Regions from separate parts of the Sus scrofa genome. Here region 1 is linked to region 2. Evidence: chromatin contacts called from public Hi-C data. All regions are on one chromosome and are shown on one strand. The core of a region is the stretch at or near the end of the contact, and the rest is flanking DNA. Distances in the headings are between cores, read along the strand shown.

The links. Hi-C and Micro-C count contacts between places; a contact is called where the count stands out from the background.
Region 1: a contact with region 2 is called in a Hi-C map of alveolar macrophages, with 3 times the contacts expected there. The contact joins the promoter of ANKRD49 here to the promoter of TAF1D in region 2. A contact is called at or near these places in 1 of 47 Hi-C or Micro-C datasets (alveolar macrophages) and 1 of 2 datasets of contacts at active chromatin or transcription factors (alveolar macrophages).

The regions. Positions count from the first base shown.
Region 1 is chr9:26,630,251-26,636,617 of Sscrofa11.1, forward strand. It overlaps ANKRD49 (ankyrin repeat domain-containing protein 49), which reads left to right and starts at 4,366. Exons shown (of 3, transcript XM_003129790.4): 1 at 4,366-4,503. MRE11 (double-strand break repair protein MRE11) reads right to left here and starts at 4,346. Exons shown (of 21, transcript XM_003129788.5): 1 at 4,211-4,346; 2 at 3,380-3,497; 3 at 1,080-1,212. The coding sequence starts at 3,399.
Region 2 is chr9:26,162,352-26,168,772 of Sscrofa11.1, forward strand. It overlaps TAF1D (TATA box-binding protein-associated factor RNA polymerase I subunit D), which reads right to left and starts at 4,931. Exons shown (of 10, transcript XM_021062677.1): 1 at 4,781-4,931; 2 at 2,864-3,023; 3 at 1,200-1,599. The coding sequence starts at 2,922. It overlaps C9H11orf54 (chromosome 9 open reading frame, human C11orf54), which reads left to right and starts at 5,091. Exons shown (of 9, transcript NM_001244696.1): 1 at 5,091-5,133.

The sequences.
Region 1 (6,367 bases), core at 3,116-5,615, 470 kb after region 2:
ATGGCAAACACCTATTTACCAAACATCTGCTCCTAACATCTGCTCTTCTCATCTTTCTGCCACGTGTCTTCCTCCCCTTGAACCCTGAGTCCTCTTCCCCCTTCTCCTTAGCGTGGGATGGCAGATAAGCCTCAATTATACCACTTCCTGGGGAGTCTCCTATTTTTGTGGGGTTCCCATAAGTATGAAATTTGTTTCTGTTCATCTGTCTCACGTCAACTGAATTATCAGACCAGCCAAAGAACCTAGAAGGGAAAAGATTTTTGCCCCCACAGTGGCCAGAGAAGCTTCCTCTTTTCCATTCCACACCAGCACTTTTAAAAAGCCTCAAACTCACCTTGCTTTCGTGCTATACTCTGTTGCCCGAAGACTTTTTATTAAATTGGGTACAAACTCCCCAATCTGGCATTTGAAGCCACTGATGCAGCTCAAACCACATGTCTGGTCTTTCAGCATGTTTTCTAACATGGGACCTATGAGTGAGGCACACAGAGTCGACGTACCTACTGTCTCACCTCCGTGCCCTTCCTCCTGCTTCTCGGGAGATGTGCGCGCCTGTATGCCTGCCACCCCTGCAAGCCCAAGCTAAATGCCGCTTCCTCCATTAATCTCATCTTGCTGTCCTCGGCCAAATGCCATCTCCTCTACCTTTAAACTTGCAGGAAGTGCTGTGTATTGTTTTCTTAAGGCTCTTATCACACACAACCTTGCACGAGCATTGTGGACATTTGTCTTATCTCGGATACTGACTGGCTGTATGTTCTTTGAGAGCAGAAACTGTGATTGTCGTAGTTTCTGATGATGTTCGTTTGAAATAAAAGCTGCCACAGGGCGCTGTACTCAAGTAAACACTCCACAAATATTTAAAAAATTTTTACAGACTATTTACAAAAGTACTCCTACCTGACAGAAGAGAAAAAAAGCACACAGAATCTGCTTGGGGCTTTCACGTATACTGATATTTAAGCTGGCAAGGTGAGCACACGGGTCTAAACAACACATCTCTAATGTTAGGAAGAAAAAGAGCGTGTTGCGTAAGGGAACTTGGTAGAAACTACAAAAATGCAAACCAAACTCACATCGTTTTCCTGGGCAAGTCCTAAAATTTCATCAAGTGTAGCAAACGTATCATTTCCTCTGATTGCATCTTTTTCCATAAATCCGAGATGAATATCCGTGGCAACTAAGATTTTAAATGTATTTTCATCATCACTGTATTAAAAAGGAAGAAACACTTCAATGTAATTCATTAAAAGATGTTCAAGCAAATTGAAACCTAAACCTATAAAATAACAGCAGTTATGGAGTAAAATCATCTGTTCAGCCTTAAACTAGGTCTGAAAATTTGAAGCTTTCAATAGATTATTCATGTCATAGTTTTCCTAACACTAATATAATACAGAAAAAATGTATATACATTTTTCAAAGGTTCTGTAACTGCTTCAAAAATCTACAACCTCGTTACAACCGGTTTTATACACTTACACGTAACCTGGATCAGAAAGCTTGGTTGTTCTCCTATTCTGTTCCAAACAATCAAGAAGATTTGACCCCAGTATCTAAACTTGTTGTTTATCTGCTTTGCACTTTTCTAAGAAATTAGAGTTAACAGTTTAATTTTAAAAGGTCTTCTATGAGTTCCCGCTATGGTGAAATAGGTTAGAATCTGACTGCAGCGGCTAGAGGAGCTGTGGAGTGTGGGTTCAGTCCCTGGCCCAGTGCAGTGGATTAAAGGGTCCAGTGTTGCTGCAGCTGCAGGCATAGGTGGTAGCTGTGGCTCAGATTCAAGCCCTGGCCTGGGAACGTCCACATGCCACAGATGCAGCTGTAAAAATAAATAAATAAATAAATAAATAAATAAAAGCCTTTCTTCTTACTTTTTTTGGGGGGTGGGGCTCACCCATGGCACGCATAAGTTCCTGGGCCAGGGATCAAACTCAAGCCACAGCAGTAACAACACTGGACACTTAGCCCACTGAGCCATAGTGGAACTCCTCAACTTACTTTATAAGTAGGTTTTATCCTAATAAACTAGCAACTTACATCCAGGCCCCCGAAGAGGCTTGCTAGGCTCTACCCTTCATATAACTTTAGTTTTTCATTAACAAATTTGGCCAAGTAACAAAACAGTTTTACAATTCCATTTAAATTTGGCAGTGTTCAAAAGTACTTTCATGTGAAGCAGCAATGTAATAGTTATTAATACTCTTACATTTAATGTAACTTTTAACTTTCTTTAAAATATTTTGCTATCACTGATCTCAATTCCCACATGTAAACAGGTTAAGTATTATTATTTCTGAGAAACCGGAAGGCTAAATACAGAGAAATTAACTGACTTATCATGAAACAAAACGGCAGAAACAGGACTAAAACCCAAGATTAAAACTCAGGCTGTTTTCTCTCAACCATATGAACTTAAAGAAAAAACAAAAAACAAACAAACAAAACTTTATCTCTATCTCCAAAATTCAAACCTTTAAACACAAGAAAATTTTCCAGAAAAGATTTCTCTTCAAACACTCCAAAAATGAGGAGCTCCCGTGGTGATGCAGCAGAAACGAATCCAATTATACAAATGAAGAAATTGAGGCAAGGTTCACAGACTTGCTAATCTGCCCAAGGTCACATGGTGTTAATCAAAAGTTAAAACCAAGGTGAAAGACTCTACCTACGTTTACGCTTTTTCTACATAACTTTTTCTAGTCCTTTTATTTATTTTCATTTTAGTCAGACTCATTTCCAATATACTCAGTACTAAAGCACTTTCCTCCCCTAAAAATCTGCTTAAACCGACTTGCATTAGCTAGTAAGACTTAGTTATTAAAAAATTTATAGGAGTTCCTGTCATGGCTCAGCGGTTAATGAATCCGACTAGTATCCATGAGGATGTGGGTTCAATTCCTGGCCTTGCTCAGTGGGTAAAGGATCCCGTGACCCTGAGCTGTGGTGCAGGTTGCTGATGCAGCTTGGATCTGGCCTTGCTGTGGTGTAGGAACTGCAGCTACAACTTGGATTGACCCCCACTTGGGAAACTCTATATGCTGTGTGTGCAGCCCTTTAAAAAGAAAAAGAAAAAAAAAAGATAAAAAACATTTATAGCTTCAATATTTTACCAAAAACCAAGAATATAAACATATAACAATATGCCAATCTACCGCAAGACCCCCACTATAGCTACATATTATCTTTTGTCAAAAACCATACAGTATGATATTTACTGACATTCCAAACATCCTTTTTGATGACTAACACTTCTGTTCATAGGCAAGCTTTTGATTTACTCGTAATTTATTACATAAGTTTTCTTTTATGATGATCATAGTTGATGGGATGTAGAAACCCAAAGCAACAGAGATTCTGGAAGACAGGAGCTTACAGGGTATCTGCAGGACTCATTTCTGCGGTCAGTCCAGCTCCTCCCGGATCAGTTTTCTCTCCAAGTACCCCTGGGTCCTGCGATCAAATGTGTCAGAAAACTCACTCGATTCCAAATCCTAAAACAAAATTATATTATTTAAAACACATTTTTAAAAAGCAGACTGGTAATTTTGGAAGTCTCATTTTCATCTAAGCACCTACTATACTTTTTTAAGAACAGAAAATAGTGTCTCCAGTGCCATTCTAGTTTGACCACTATGTTTCAGCTCCTCTCCTATTTCCCTTCACCATGCCCTGTGGGAAGCTAACTTCTGTTAAATGAATGGGCAATAAGGGTCACACCCAGTTCTGTTTTAATACATCAACAACTCTCCATGTGCCGCAAAGTTTAAGTTGCATAGACAGGCTACTATGAAGCAGGGAAGTGACGCCGGTATTTCCTGCTTAAACACAGAACTGTTTTTAAAGAAATGGGCTTGTTTTGATAAGAGAAGGGCCCAGTGTTTAAAGCTGGTGTAAATAAACAGAAACACGTGGTCTGCGGAGAGACAACATCAAGTGTCAGCAGCTTAAGAAAAAGGGCCAGGCTTTTGCGGGAGGAGCGCAGCCACCGCGGAACGGTGGGAATTCCAAGCCTCAACAAGCCCTCACCACTGGACTATCGGAAACCAGAACGCGCCAACCTCCAAGGCTCCTCCCCAGCCTTCTCCGCCCATTCTTGCCACAGGGTCAATCCTCTCCGAGCCCGGGATACAAGAAACGACTCCTAAATTACCCCACACCGGGACTCTCCAAAGCCCCACCCTGGGGACCCGAAGTTGTGTTTTACCCGGGAAGAAGGAGGGAGATCCGCGAGAAAAAAGGTAACGGTACAGCCCGAGCTGGTCTCTCAGTATAGGTTTGGCCAAAGACCTGAATTAGGCGGGAGAGAAACAGCAGCTTTTTCTCGCGAGACTTCATTGATGACGTAGTACTTTAATTCTTCTCATTGGTTGAGGATGCTGTGAGGTCGCAGGGAAAGTAGCGGCGACGCCCCGCCCTCTTAGAAGAGCCAATCCTGAGTAGCCGAGGGGACGAACCCCGGAAGCGAAGTTCCCGGCGGCGATTTCCCCCTCCCGCAAGGTAGGTAGCTCTTTCTTATCCGGGGTCCGCTTCCAGCTTGCTTGGCGCCACCTAAGAATTCTTGGGCTCAAAGGGGCGGGTCACCTGTCGACCCCTGCGGAGCCCTGTAAATAGGGCCGCCGCATGGGTCCTAGGTAGAGCAGGAGCGGCTTCCTTGTCCTTAGCAGTTTGGAAGGCCGCAGACTCGACTTCCTGGCCAGTGAAGTGACCGGCGGGGACTGGTGGCCTTCTAGCCTCACTCCCACTCCCGAGATTGAGCATTCGGACTCTAGTTTGCAGGCCTTTCCCTGCGTCCTCTTACTGTCTCCCTGGATCCTTGGTTCAGCACATCTATGTTGCTTTGTGCAGACGGCAGTAAAACAGGGTGCAGTAAAAAATAATGTGAAACTTTTGAATTAGAAAATATGGACTTTCAGTTTCATTGAAAGTTGTTTAATCTATCTGAACCTCAGTGCCTTCACCTGTAAAATGGGGTTTACACACCCCCCACCCCTGTCACTGGGTTGTTTGTGAGGAGTTGATATAGTTTAGATCTCTATGGAATGTGATCTTTAGCAAAACATAGACTGTTTCTTCCTGGTGGGGTATCATCAAATAGGAGTCTTGATGGACTCTTTAAATCCTGAATCAGGAATATGCATCTCGGTTTAACTTTTTAAATCCGCTACAGAATCTTTATATGTAATTAATTTTATCTGGAACAGTAAATTCAAATTATAAGGAGCTTTTTTTTTTAAAGTACTGGATTTATTTTATTTTTTTAATGATTTTTATTTTTTCTTTATATTTGATTTACAGTGTTCTGTAGTTTTGGGGTTTTTTTTGGGGGGGGCAACACCTGTGGCATATGGAGGTTCCCAGGTCAAATTGGAACTGCAGCTGCCACCCTATGCACAACAACACCAGATCCAAACCATGTCTGCGACCTACACCACAGCTCACAGCAATGCAGGATCTTTAACCCACTGAGCAAGGCCAGGGATCAAACCTGAATCCTCTTGGATACTGGTAGGGTTCATTGCCACTAAGCCACAATGGGAACTCCGAGAGTTTTCATAAAAAGGAGGGGGGGGCCTTAAAATTTGTGCTATAATATTACTATAATTGATATAATTAACAAGTGAACTTAACATTATTTACTGGTATTTATTTAGTGTTTAATGAGTAGATGTATGATCTTTTATGTCGTAAGTTTCAGAGAATAATTTGAGAAAAAAGGAAAAAGTGAGATTATTAGAACATAAAGCCTTTCTGACAGGGTCTCTCTGTTGACTCTGAAACCTGGACAGTTTTTGGAAATCCTTTAGTAAAATTCTTATATTGTGCAACAAAGAAGTAAGTCCAGAGAAGGTACTGATCATATGTGATAGATTTAAACTTGAGTTTACTGCTCTTGGCACTAGTAATAAAGTGTAAAATGTAATGATGCATTTAAGATTGTATCAACTAAAATTTGTGAAATTAGGTAGGAAGAAATCATTGTGTTAGTGGTATGCCTAACTCTTGAGCTTCTCAGAACTAATTTCAAGTAAAATCAAGTGATAGGGCTTTAATTCAGTTTAATTTTGCAAGTATTTCTCTCTTTCTTTGTCTCTCTCTCTCTTTTTTTTTTTTTCTTTTTTCTTTCTTTTTTTTCCAAGGCCGCACCTGCAGCATATGGAAGTTCCCAGGCTAGGGGTTAAATCAGAGCTGCAACTGCCAGCCTACAGCATAGCCATAGCAACCAGGATCTGAACCTCATCTAAAACCTACACCATAGCTTGTAGCAACACCAGATTCATAACCCACTGAGCGAGTCCAGGGATGGAACTCACATCCTCACAGAGACTATGTCAGGTCCTTAGCCTACTGAGCCACAGTGGGA
Region 2 (6,421 bases), core at 3,681-6,180:
ACTTAAATATCGAAAGCCTACTGCTAAGTATTGGAGCATCTGTCAGGTAATTCTGTTAGAAATTGAGTGTCTTGGGGTTCCCAGCATGGCTTATGGTAATGAACTCGACTAGTATCCATGAGGATGTGTATTTGATACCTGGCCTCACTCAGTGAGTTAAGGATCTGACCGGCTGTGGTGTAGGTCAGACACGTTTCTGATCCTGCGTTGCTGTGACTGTGGCTAGGCCAACTGCAGCCCCAATTCAACCCCTAGCCTGGCAACTTTCATGTGCCACATGTAGCCCTAAAAAGCCTAAAATAAAATAAAATAAAAAATTGATTAAGTCTGTAAGAAAAAGAAACCTACTAAAGCCACTGAAAGGCACGTTACTGTAAAACAACTGGGCATCATTTAGAGTTCCTCTTATGGCTCAGCGGTAACAAAACAGACCAGTATACTTGAAGACACAACACAGGTTCTATCTCTAGCCTTGCTCAGTGAATTATGGATCTGGCATTGCCGTGAGCTGTCCAGACATGGTACAGATCCCACATTGCTGTGGCTGTGGGGTAGGTCAGCAGCTGCAGCTCCAATTCAACCCCTAGCCTGGGAAATTCCATGTGCTACAGGTGTGGCCCTAAAAAGAAAAAAAAGGTAGGGTATCATTTGAGTTTTAGGGATAGGATGGATGATGTGTTTCAAGACCTGGTAAAAATCAAGGTATTAAAACAGCCTTGGAGTTCCTGTCGTGACTCAGAGGAAACAAATGTGAGTAGCATCCATGAGGAAGCATTCAATCCCTGGCCTAGCTCAGCAGATTAAGGATCAGGCATTGCCATGAGCTGTGGTGTAGGCTGCAGATGCAGCTTGGATCTGGCATTGCTGTGGCTGGGGCGTAGGCCAGTGGCTACAGCTCAATTCAACCCCTAGCCTGGATACCTCCATATGCCAGGGTGTGGCCCTAAAAAGACAAAAAGACAAAAACAAAACAAACAAAAAAATCCAAAAAAACAGCCTTGAAGCACTTCACATTCAGTATATTCAACTAACATACCAGTGAAGGTTCCACCCAGAAGCATAAGTGAACTTAATTGGCAGTACAGCCAAATATAGAAAAGTATCATCAAAGTTACAGATTCTATGTCCCAGGTTTATCCAAACAACTCATTTCAGACATTTTAAACTATGTTATCAGCATATATGAAATGACAACTCACCTCAAAGGTTAAAATTTTTCTCCAAGGTAATGGTTTTCTTCCATTTTCTGCTTCTAAAAATGGGAAACCAGGCCCTTTGTCTTTAAATTTTATCTTATTTATTTGTGAGACTCTAGTGTTTTTCCTTCCTTTTGGTCTTCCCCTTGATCTTCCAGTTGGCTTGTATTTCTTCTTCTTCTTCTTCTTCTTACGTTTCTTTCTTTTGAATCTTTCAAAAATAGCTTTTAAAGTCAATGGTCTTGGTTCTATAGATGAGTCACTAGATGAATCTTCTGTATCAATACTTACAGGTGAGTAAATATATTTTCTAATAGGGTTTCTTTGCCTCTGTTTAGGTGGATTAGGTGGATTAGGAACACACTGAGTTTTAAATAAGCTGCTTCCAGAGGAAGAGCTGTCACTAGGGGAAAAAAAAAAAAGGAAAAGTTTTTTTGGGGTTGTACCTGCAGCATGCACAAAAGTTCCAGTGCCAAGGACCAGATCTTTACCTGCTAAGATAAGGGAACACCGGGGAACTCCCCCCCTCAAAAGGGCGGGGGGGAATTGCACTCATATATTACCAATGCTTATTATGAGTATTTTTACAAATCAAAGCAGGAAAACATACTCCAGATGAAAAAATGGTCTCAGTAGCAGCCAACCACTTAATTCTGACCACTCTACCTCAAATGGCCCATGCCATGTGGCATAATGCCAAGCACTTACCAAAAAATGATCTTCTAAGTTCCAAAGGCAGCCTTGTTGACTGCTAGAGCCTCCACTAAATAAGACAAAGTCTCCTCTAAGTAAAAAGAGTAGCCCTAGTAGATACCTGATGTGAATATACTAGAAATGCTGATTTGATTTCCCAGTGAGATCAATGGATTAGGTAACTGGTTATCTCCATCATACATAAACCAGCATCCTTAATAATGTGAAATATCAGAATATCCATTCTCTTGTTACACAACAGAATGATTTAGTCAGGAAAATACCAATTTGGCCCAGAGAATACACTCCTGATTTGATTCCCTGGGTTACAAACACGTCCCACTATTCCAAAGTAGTTAAAGCGAAAGTCTGTGGAAACTGGGTTTTCCTTTTTTTCCAATTCTTAAAAATTACCTTACAAACTATTCATTATCTACAATGATGCATGCTATCACAGCAATTCCAATACAGTAAACATTATCACCTAGTCTGTTCCCAGGAAAACCTGGTGGTAGTTAACTGAGAAATAAAAACACTGCCTGCTCTATCAGTAAGCAAAGGATGTCAGTCATCAGTGATTTCAGCCACCTCCGATGGTGAGCTGGTGAGCCCTGAGCGAACACAGGCAAGAAACACCTGCCAGCCAGCAGCCACACCATATAGTGAGCCCTGAGGAAACTCAGGATGGAAAAACAGGGGATACTGGCTAGAGACAGCTGAGGTGCACATCAAAGACGTTATTTCAGTGAACCCAGACCTTGGCATCTTCTCATACAAAGACATGTGCTGAATTCCTTAACTTGAGGTTATCTGCCCTTCGTTACAGGACCCTCCCCTTGTCACCCTGCAAGAGTTCTCTCTGGGTTACTTGAGATGCTGCCTCCTAGACTTAAATCCTCATTTTGCCCCAAATAAAACTTAACTCACAGTTGTGCATATTTTTTATGTAGACATTTTTTTAGAAAAACACTTACCTTTGATTCTCAATTTCCAAAGCTGAATCAGAAACTGTTGTACAATTGTGAGAATCCATCTTGATATATAGTCTTCAAGCTCCTCTCAAAATTGTCACTTGTCCTTTGCTTTAAACAGACTTCTGACCATATGAAATCTGGTAGATGTGATGTAGTTTCCCTGAACAAATAAATGCCAACAAAACAGCTAGGATCAGAGTAATGCAGATATTGATGTAGTCAATTACGAAAATTAAGACAAAAATGAATGTAAGGCCTTTAATATTCTCATATACAACTGTCTAATTCTAACATCTAAAGATTTTATTCATGGGTTCTTTCAGTTGTGCCTACTTAATCCATCCTATAGAACAAGATTCCAGATTTCCTACAGGAGTGTCAAACTTCTTTTCCCTAACAGTAAAAATGTAATTTTTACCCTTAGCCATACAGTCATGTAGTTACAAATAGTAATGTTCAATTAATGGCCAAAAAGCCATTTGCCAACAGTGGTGGGAACCAAGAAATCTCTTGCATAACAAAGATTAAGTCCCACAAAGGCAGCCTTTGGCCTCAGTATACCCAGAAAAATTATTTGGACTTACCTAAACCTAACCTTCAGGTCTGCAATTTTCATTTATGGCCTCTTTCCCTCACTAGATTTTAAGTTACTGTGAAACCCCTTCCTTGATAAATTACTTCTTTGCTACTATGGGTGTTAACCCAAAGTTCTGAATTCTCACTTTTCAATGTACAGACTACAATAAATGGTGCCCTTTGTCTCCTTTAAAAAAAAATCTCCTTGGAAGATTTTACAGTAGTTTGGGAAAAGTATTAAAGATGTCTTATTTTGTTCTGTTTCATTTCCTTATGAGGATGTCATCATTCTTCATTTTTTTGTGGTGTTCTTAGTCTAACATTCTTAGTAATGACACATGAGTAATGATGAAAGAAATCCTTCAGCAGCAGTATTTGAAATCTAAGAAATCAATAAGATCACCTAGATCTTAAATTCACAATGTCTCATGGACTCGTGTGATAATTTCATAGTGTTTTATTGCAGTTTTCAAAACTGCGTTAACCTAAGAAATAAATCATGAAAACAGCCTAAAAAAGAAATTCAACAAAAACTGGATCCAATGGCAATGATGGAATACCTGACATTAAGTTTAAAATAATTACAGAGCACACTATCAAAATTAAGTAAGCTTAACTCAAAAATGTTTTTCAAGAGTTTCTATTGTGGCTCAGTGGGTTAAGGACGGGACGCTGTCTCCGTGAGGATGCGGGTTCAATCCCTGGCCTCACTCAACGATCCCGCGTTGCTGCAAGCTGCTTGGGTCACAGATCCAAATCGGATTCTGCATGGCTGTAGTGTAGGCCGGCAGCTGTAGCTCCGGTTCAACCTCTAGCCTGGGAACTTCCATATGCTGCGGGTGTGGGGATAAAAATAAGAAAAAAAAACTTTCGGGAACTAGAAAGCATTCCTATCGCTTCCTGTTCCGGGATTCTGCAACAAGGGGCCACGGAGCCAGGCAGTGCTCTTTAGCAGCTTTAACAAAATCCCTTCAACTCTTACTTAGTGCGACCTTGGGGCGAATGTCTCCAGAAGTGCCTAACCTCGTGCAAGGAAAATGGCGTCGGTAACGGTTACCTCGCACTTAACCACCACTAATTGAGAAAACGTGCACTCGCTTCAATACACTTGCACTTCAACACCCACAACTCCGATAACGGCCCACGCGCTTAGCCTGTACCTGTGAGTCCTGCCGCCCAGAGCAGAGCCCACAATCACCGCGAGCCCTCCGCTCCCGCTGAGCCGCGCAGGCGTCCCGGGAAAAGTGAAAAGCGCCAGGCCCTCCCCCTCCTTCGCCCACAAGGCCCCGGCGCCCAAGTCCTCTTTCCTATCCGTCCAGACCGCGGACGGCTTATACCAACCTGTGCCCGCTCTGCGCACGGGTCTCCGTTGGCGTCCTCGGTTGCAGCCCCGGCCTCAGAAACCCGCGTTGGGCGCGCAGGCCCAGAAAACACCCAACCTCCACAAACGCGCGGAAGAAAAGGCTGGGCTAGTCCCGCGTCCCAGCTAATAGTGGCCCCGAAGTCTCGCGATAACAATTTGACTGCAGGAAATAACAGAGAGATAGGAGAAAACCAGACGCGGCGCTCCATATTGGCTGCCGCGAGGGGCGGGGCGATTTAGAGTGGGCGGGACCTGAGCTTTTTAACCCAGGGGAGGCGGACTTGACTGAGGCCAGGCCAGGCTTCTGGTGTACGCGTCCTGAACCGGTAAGGTAAATGGAATAGTCAAGAACGTTTGGGCAAACTATGAAAAAGAAATTGTGGGGGCAGGGGAACGGAATGAATGTGAACTGCGAGGAAGAGCCACTTCTCCTGCTTTGACTCCAGTGGTCTCCCTTTGCTGAGCTGTCCTCCGACTTTCCAAAGTCTGATTCCGGGTGTGTGTGTTTGTGTGTGTGTCTACTTTTGCCTTCAAAAATCTCTTCTGTGTAAAATTGTGAGAGGATCATGCTGTGACTGAGAATCGAAATGTGTAACCTTTGTACTAGAAGCCATTGTTATCCAGTTACGCACTCAGTTCCCTCTCCACCTTCGGACTTGTTTTGTTAACTCAGTCTTTCTTTTGGAACTAAGGGTCAGCCTCCCAGGAGGTGGTTAACACATCGCAAGAGATGCCAGCGGGGGCCTTTTTTTTTTTTCTTTTTAGCCCTCTTAGTTCCCTGAGCGGTAAATGAGTGTTAAGGTAGAAGTTAAACTAGTTTAGTTTTGGTGGCAATTTTTTCCCCCGAAGTAGTTACAAAAAAGGAATGAGCTGTCCTGATTTGTCTACTTTCAGACCTCTTGTATCATATAATAAAACCAGGAAAGCTGTCTCGTGTTAATTTGTGGTTAGTGTCATCTCGGGATAGGACAGACCTGGAAGGTAATCAGGTTTCTTTACTCAATTTTTCTCTAAATGTTGTTCTAAATTCCAGGCGCAGAAAGTCTGGTTTTCTAGGCATTATGAAGTACTGTCAGCTCCAGGACAGGTATCACATGTCTTAGTCACTGCTATATTCCTAGGCAGGCCTGCATATGCAGTTTGTGAAGCTCAGTACAAAATGAAAATGCATGTATTTTATATGCATAACTGATTCACTTTGCTGTAAACCTGAAGCTAATAAACATGGTAAATCACATATACCCCAATAAAATTTTATTCTATTTTATTTATGTTTTTTAGGGCTGCAGGTGCAGCATATGTAAGTTCCCAAGCTAGGGATCCAATCAGAGCTACAGCTGCCAGCCTACACCACAGCTGCAGCAACATGGGATCCAAGCCACATCTGCTGGATCCCCAACCCACTGAGTGAGGCCAGGGATCAAAACCTGAGTCCTCATGGATACTAGTCGGGTTCATTTCCACTGCACCACAACAGGAACTCCATAAAATTTTAAGAAAGAAAGAAAATGCAGGGTCTTGTTCAAAAATCTGGGGGAAAATGCCGTTAAAGTTACTGAAGTACAAGCTGTCCCCTTTCTTCTGTAGCATCTCTTTTGACTTGTCATGGTGTTTTAATT